Regions from separate parts of the Mus musculus genome. Here region 2 is linked to region 1. The links are chromatin contacts, called in public promoter capture Hi-C maps. All regions are on one chromosome and are shown on one strand. The core of a region is the stretch at or near the end of the contact, and the rest is flanking DNA. Distances in the headings are between cores, read along the strand shown.

Region 1 (2,904 bases), core at 209-2,708:
TTTGGAACTTACCAACAAATCGATTCAGGGGGGAAAAGTATTGCGAAAGTATGTAGAAACTTTCAAACCTCTGTAAAAGTTCCCTGACCCGACAGGCTTTGTGTCCGGTGCAGTATGGATCGTTGGTGAGACCCTGCAGGAAAACTGTAAAGTTTGAAGCCAATCAACTTGGGAAAAGTTAGCCCAGTTTTCTCTGCTTCGGTTCGCTTTTGAGTCCTTTGTCTACAAAAGACTTCTTGTGTTCCTTTCCCCGGGAATCTAAGACTTATTCACATCCTTTTCTCTGGATTTTCACCTTGTAGGTTTCTGAGTCTTGGACCAACGGCCAGAAATAAGAGTGAGTGTTCAGTTATAGGAAAGGAAAAACTTTTCATTGATTACATCAATCTGAGGTCGGAAAAACCACTGTTAAAAGCAAGAGGTACCGAGCCGTGCTCAAAAAGAGCGTCGGACAATGCACACAGCACAGCTTTCAAATCTTTGCCTTGCTGTGAGCCCACTCCCAGCTTCTCGACTTTCTAGAAGTTACTTTTAAGAAGTTACTTTTTAGGCTCAGTCTCTCTACTTTCTACAGTTGTTCTAGGAACAAACCTCAGAGGCCTGAGTGAGGGAGAAGAAGGAGAATTCACAAATGTTTCACACCACGTGTCTTCTCAACTACGGTGATTTACGGTCAGGGCTGCTTTTACAAAGCCGAAACTCAAGAAAAAGGTGTAATTATTGGTAGCCTATCTGTACTAGAAAAGCGACACAACATTAAGAATTATTTCGAAGGGGCCGATCAAATTAGCCCGTTGCCTTTTCGTGGGTCACTTTAGAAACCGGGCACGGCCCGTCTGGGCTTTACTTTCACGAGGGCCCCACTTCAGAGGTAAAGGACACGAGGCTTGCTCGGCTGCCTCAAGAAAACAATGAAGGGCCTCTCAGGCTTCCCTCCTTCGGCTACTCACACGCAGCTGGCGAAACTGAGGCTGAGAAAGGTGAGGCTCGGACCCGACCCGCCGTGAGCAAGCCCGAGTTTCCTTGTCCGGGCCCGGGGCTGCCCACGACGGTGTCGGGCGGCCGCAGCCCAGGAAGAGTTTGAACTGTGCGGTTGGGGAGTACTTTCTGAGTTTCGAACAATTCCCTTCCGAATGGCCCTCGGGACAGGTCCGGTCGGTCTTCCGCCGGCGCGGCCGCGCACCGGGGCGGTGGCGTGGCGCCGGGGGTCCCGCGCGCTGCAAGCATGGTGGGCGCGCTCCCGCCCGGGCGGGAGAGCATCGTGCCACGCCAACCCCGCGAGCCCGCGCCCCCCGCGCCACGCCCTGCGCCCAGGCCGCGGCTCCTCCCGCGCTGGCGGCCGCCGAGCGGTCCGGGCGGCGGCGGGAGGAGGAGCAGGAAAAGCGGCCGGGGGAGGAGGAGGCGGAGGCGGCGGCGGAGGCGGGGAGGGCGGGCGGGGCCCGGAGAGTTTAAAGCCCATCGAGGGGGTGGGGTGCGGGGAGGCGGCAGGAAGGGAAGGGCGCTGCGACCAGTGGCGGGCGGGATTCGCGTTCCGAGACCCACGGGAGCACGAAGTTTCCGCGCACCGTCTCACGCACGGCGACTGGGACCGTCCAGTGTCCGGCTTTGCCTTCGGTTTTTCTCCGTTGTGACTCGTGCAACGTGTGGCCAGCGGCCACGCGGAGGCGACGAGGAGCTGCACGTCAGGTAGGAGTTGGGCGGGGAGCCGCGGCAAGTTACTTTTGTGGTCCGCGCCTCGCGGGGCCCGGCGGCCGGGCGGCTCCCCGCGCCGTCATTGTCTGCGCTCGGGGCCGCCCGCGATCGGGACGCGGGGCCCCGCGAGGCGCGGCGGGCGGAAGGGCGTCGCCTTGGGGGGTCTGGGGGGCTGCGGCGCCCCGGGCCCCCGGCGGGGCGGCACGGGATGGCGGGACGGGGCGGCGGGCGCGCGGCTGCGGCGCCCCGCAACGCTCTCCCCTGCGCTCCAGCCCACGGGGGGAGGCGCGGGGCCCCGAGCGGCACATTCTTGAGCCGTCTTGTCCGACGGCGACGGCTCGGGGGGCTCGGGCGGGGGCTGCGGTCACGGCCGCGCTTTCAGGGGCCACCGCCCTGGAGGAGGGTGGGCGCCCGGGGGTCACCGGAGAAGCGGGTGCTCCCGCTGCGCCCCGGGCCTCGGCGCGCGCGCCAGGCGGACCGGGCAGCGGTGCCAGACACTCCCAAGTCCCAAGCGAGCGCGGCCCGGACCGCGGCCCGAGGTTCCGTACCCCCCCACACACACTCCCCAACCCCCACCCCTTTCTTTCTTCGGGTCTGTTAGTGGCCCCGCTACCCGTCGCTGGGGCCTAACACCAAGTTTGAGGGCTCACGAACTAGCAGCCCGCCAGCGGTGGAAACGTGATAAGAGCGGTACCGTTTGCAGAAGGAAATTTCTGATGCAACTCTCTGCCTTTGCTGATTGCCTCTCCAAACGCCTGCCTGGCGAGGGCCTGCGGCATGTGCGTTATGGAAATTAGGGTATTCTTCACTTTGGAAAAAAAAATGTATTTGTCTTTTCTTGGCGTTGGAAGAAACCCCGCGAACTTCTTTTCATTTGCTTTGACCGAAAAGTAGGAGAGCCACAGGTGATTTTTACAAGGCTCTAGTCCTTTAGGATGTTTTTGAAAAACTCTTTTTTTGTAACTGTTTCATTCAAGAGATGCAAAGAATAAGTCCAAAACAAGTAGCATTAGTGAGTAAATATGTGTTATTGCACAACTTTCCCTTTGCGGCTGTTTAAAAGGCCAGGCCCAGAAGACTTTGTTTCAGAAAATGCTGATTCAGCCATTTGGAGCCCCTGAGTTTCAGAAATGGTGCTCAATTTAACGTTTCGCCCTGCTTTACCAGAACTCCAGTCATTAAAATTCCCCCCCCCACCCCCCGCACCCCTGC
Region 2 (2,914 bases), core at 279-2,778, about 10 Mb before region 1:
CTTCAATTAGAAGGAGTTGATTTTGAGAGACCAACAAAAGAACCGACCAAAGCCTTATTAAAGGTCCTAAGAAGATCTCTCGGTCCTTTGAGAAGCAGTTAAGGAAACAGTGTGCCCTCCGTCATATTCTGTTACCGTATTTTATTCGGACTCCAAAGAAAAGTGTCGCGTGGGGGAGGGGAGAAGCACTTTGATGAGCGGCAGTCGCGGCCCTTTTCACTCAGCGGGCTCCCCCCTTCCTTCTGGTCGCCCCGCACCCGGTCAGCGACCACAGCGGACCGCGCGGCCTGGGCATCGCGGTGCTCCGCTCTACCTTGCTCTCGGCGGCTGCCGAACTCACCCACGCACATACTGTGGTTCAAACTTTTCGCCCGCCTGTTGGGGTGAGAACGGCAGAAGATGAGGAAAAAGAACTAGGAAAGAGTGTAAGTGTGGTCCCTAGTATTCAGTAGGAGATGCCATGTAAAAATATTGCCTTGTTCGGGGTTGGGCCGAAAATACTCTTCCCTCTCGCTTTGAAAAGTACACACAAGAAGACGATCTCAGCAAGTTTATTCGGCTGGAAACTGGGGTCTGCCAGTAAGAACAATCCGGGGAAATTGTTTCGAGGAGGCTCCTCCAGTAAGGTGTAGAAAATGAAGTGAGAGGGATCGGGGTGTGTAGCCACATTTTCCACCAGACTGTTCGTTGTAGGTGGAGATCTGGAAAGACTGACAGATTGTGAAAAAGAAAGTTTTCTATCAAATCCATGAGAGAGAGAGAGAGAGAGAGAGAGAGAGAGAGAGAGAGAGAGAGAGAGAGAGAGAGAATGTAAGGAGATTTGAGTTCCAACGGTTCCGAAGAAGCTTTTAGGACTTGCGAACACCTTTGGTGAGACTGCCTGGGAGCCCCTGGAAACGCTGTGCAGCTGGGAATTGGCGGCGCCTCCCCTGCCGGTGCTCTTTCTGGGCGCAAGAGTCCCGGGTCGCCGCAGGGCGCCCTGCGCGCCGAGAGCTGCACCCCCACTCCCGGCTCCGCTCAGCAGCCCGCGCCGGCGGCGACCGCTGGTTGTGGGGGAGCGGAGGAGGAGTTGCTGGGGCCCCAGGGAGCATCAAGGAGTGCCAGGGGCCAGCACGCCCCGAGTCCTCGGCCTGGGAAGCCTGGCTCCCACAGTGCGGCAGAGCCTGGCGGCGCGCGCGCGCGAGCAGGAACCGGTTATCCAGCAGCTTGACGCCACTCCTCCGGAGCGCGGCCCGGGCAAGGGGAGGGCGGGGGCCCTCGGGCGAGCCTTGGGACCCGGGGCCCCCTCTGTGCCAGCAACTCCGGCGCAGCCTTCGCCCTCCTCAACTCGTTCTGAGCGGAATTTGCCAACCTAGACCCAGAGTTAGCGCGCGACCGGGGCGGGGCCGGCGCGCGGGGAGGGAGGAGGTGGGGGCGAGGGAGGGCGGGGGCGCGCGGAGGTAACCCGGGCTCGCCATTGCCCAGCTCCCTGTCACTCAGTCCGCTCTAGGCCCCCTATTGGAGGCCGAGCCCCGTTACGCACTCGCCTCGCGTTCACATACCCGGGGAGGGCAGTAGAAAGGTGATCAATCTTCATCAGGCTACATTTCCAATCACCTAAACAACCGAGCAAGACAAGCCACTCCGACAAGGTAAATTGCTTGATTTATTTAGTTTGCCAAGTGACTATGCAGGATTTCTCCAGTCCCTACCGCCTCCGGCTTGCTCCGAGAGAGTGCAGCTGCCAGCGCAAGCCACCTCCTAACTCTGTCCCTCGAACACCCCCTACTCACCCACCCCACCCCCCGGGTCCCGGGCGAGGCCAGGTCTTGAGAGGAAAAGCATGTGGGACTTTGCAACAAAGTGTTTGAGCAATAAAGTGAAACCTGGAGGTACACGCACAGAGCTCCTAGAAAAAATGCAGGAGACGGGAAGAGGGAAGTTGAGGGAAGAGGAAAGCCTAGGGTCCCGCCGTCTCCGGGGTAATACCTGTGCGCCTCCGTTTTGCAGGTTGGCTGCCGGCGAGTCTCGGTGAAGGCGAGAGGTAGATGGTGAAAAGCCGCGACTGCGGAGGGCAGGTAAGGAGGGAGTCGCCGGGCCGCGCGCCACCCCGGGACGATGGTGGCCCCTCTCGTCTCCCCGTCCTCTAATCGACCCCCGCTACCTCTGTCCGGGGCAGGTGGGCGGGGTTGGAGTGAGAGGCCGGGCGCCCCTTGGCTGCCCTGGGGACCCCAGGCCGCTCGGGAGCCGGCCGCCCCCTCCCCCGCCTCCTCCGAAGCTGCGGAACTGGGCTGCTAAGTTAGACGAAAGTACTCGAAAACTCACACCGCAGCCGGGCTTAGCCGCGGAGGCTGCAGGCCTGTGGCCCTTCGGCCCAAGCTCTTTGAATCCTTCCTTTCCGCCTTATGTGCTCGCTGACCTCCCCCCACCCCCTTAGTCTAGGCTGAGGGTCCCCCAGGGCTGAGGCGGGGAAAGGAGTTGGGATGGGGGAGCTGCTTTAGTTTTACCTCCCTTTCTCCCCGGAATCTCCTACCCTTGGGTCCTGGGATGTAGCTTCAAGCCCCCCGCCGGTCCCAGTCATACTCCCAGAACCCCTTCTTTTGCTGGAGCAGAGCTGCGTGGGCTCAGAGTGTCTGCGCCGAGCCTCGCCCTCCCGGTCGGCTGTGCGTGAGCTTTACAACCTGAGGCCTAGTTCCTTGCTCTCCATCGGGTTCATATAGGACGGCCGATGCGACGCGACCTGGCACGCTAGGCCTTCCAAAATCCCTAGAATGTTTGGGGCGCTGGGTTGGCCATCAAATTCTGGTGGGACTCGGTGTGCTTAGCAGACTTGGTAGAAAGAAGGCCCGCCTGTGCGAGCAAAGGAAGAGGGGTGACCGCCTCGGAGGTACCCCTGACCTTGGGCGGCATCCTGAAACTGCCACTTCTACTGTGG

What was found. Promoter capture Hi-C pulls out the DNA fragments that hold promoters and counts their contacts.
Region 2: a contact with region 1 is called in a promoter capture Hi-C map of second pharyngeal arch cranial neural crest. The contact joins the promoter of Otx1 here to the promoter of Grb10 in region 1. A contact is called at or near these places in 3 of 39 promoter capture datasets (cranial neural crest, frontonasal cranial neural crest and second pharyngeal arch cranial neural crest) and 1 of 484 Hi-C or Micro-C datasets (embryonic stem cells).

What each region holds. Positions count from the first base shown.
Region 1 is chr11:12,035,974-12,038,877 of GRCm38.p6, reverse strand. Grb10 (growth factor receptor bound protein 10) reads left to right here and starts at 1,458. Exons shown (of 17, transcript NM_010345.4): 1 at 1,458-1,686.
Region 2 is chr11:22,000,265-22,003,178 of GRCm38.p6, reverse strand. It overlaps Otx1 (orthodenticle homeobox 1), which reads left to right and starts at 1,528. Exons shown (of 5, transcript NM_011023.3): 1 at 1,528-1,631; 2 at 1,990-2,057. Gm32517 (a long non-coding RNA gene) reads right to left here. Exons shown (of 3, transcript XR_003949861.1): 3 at 2,595-2,745.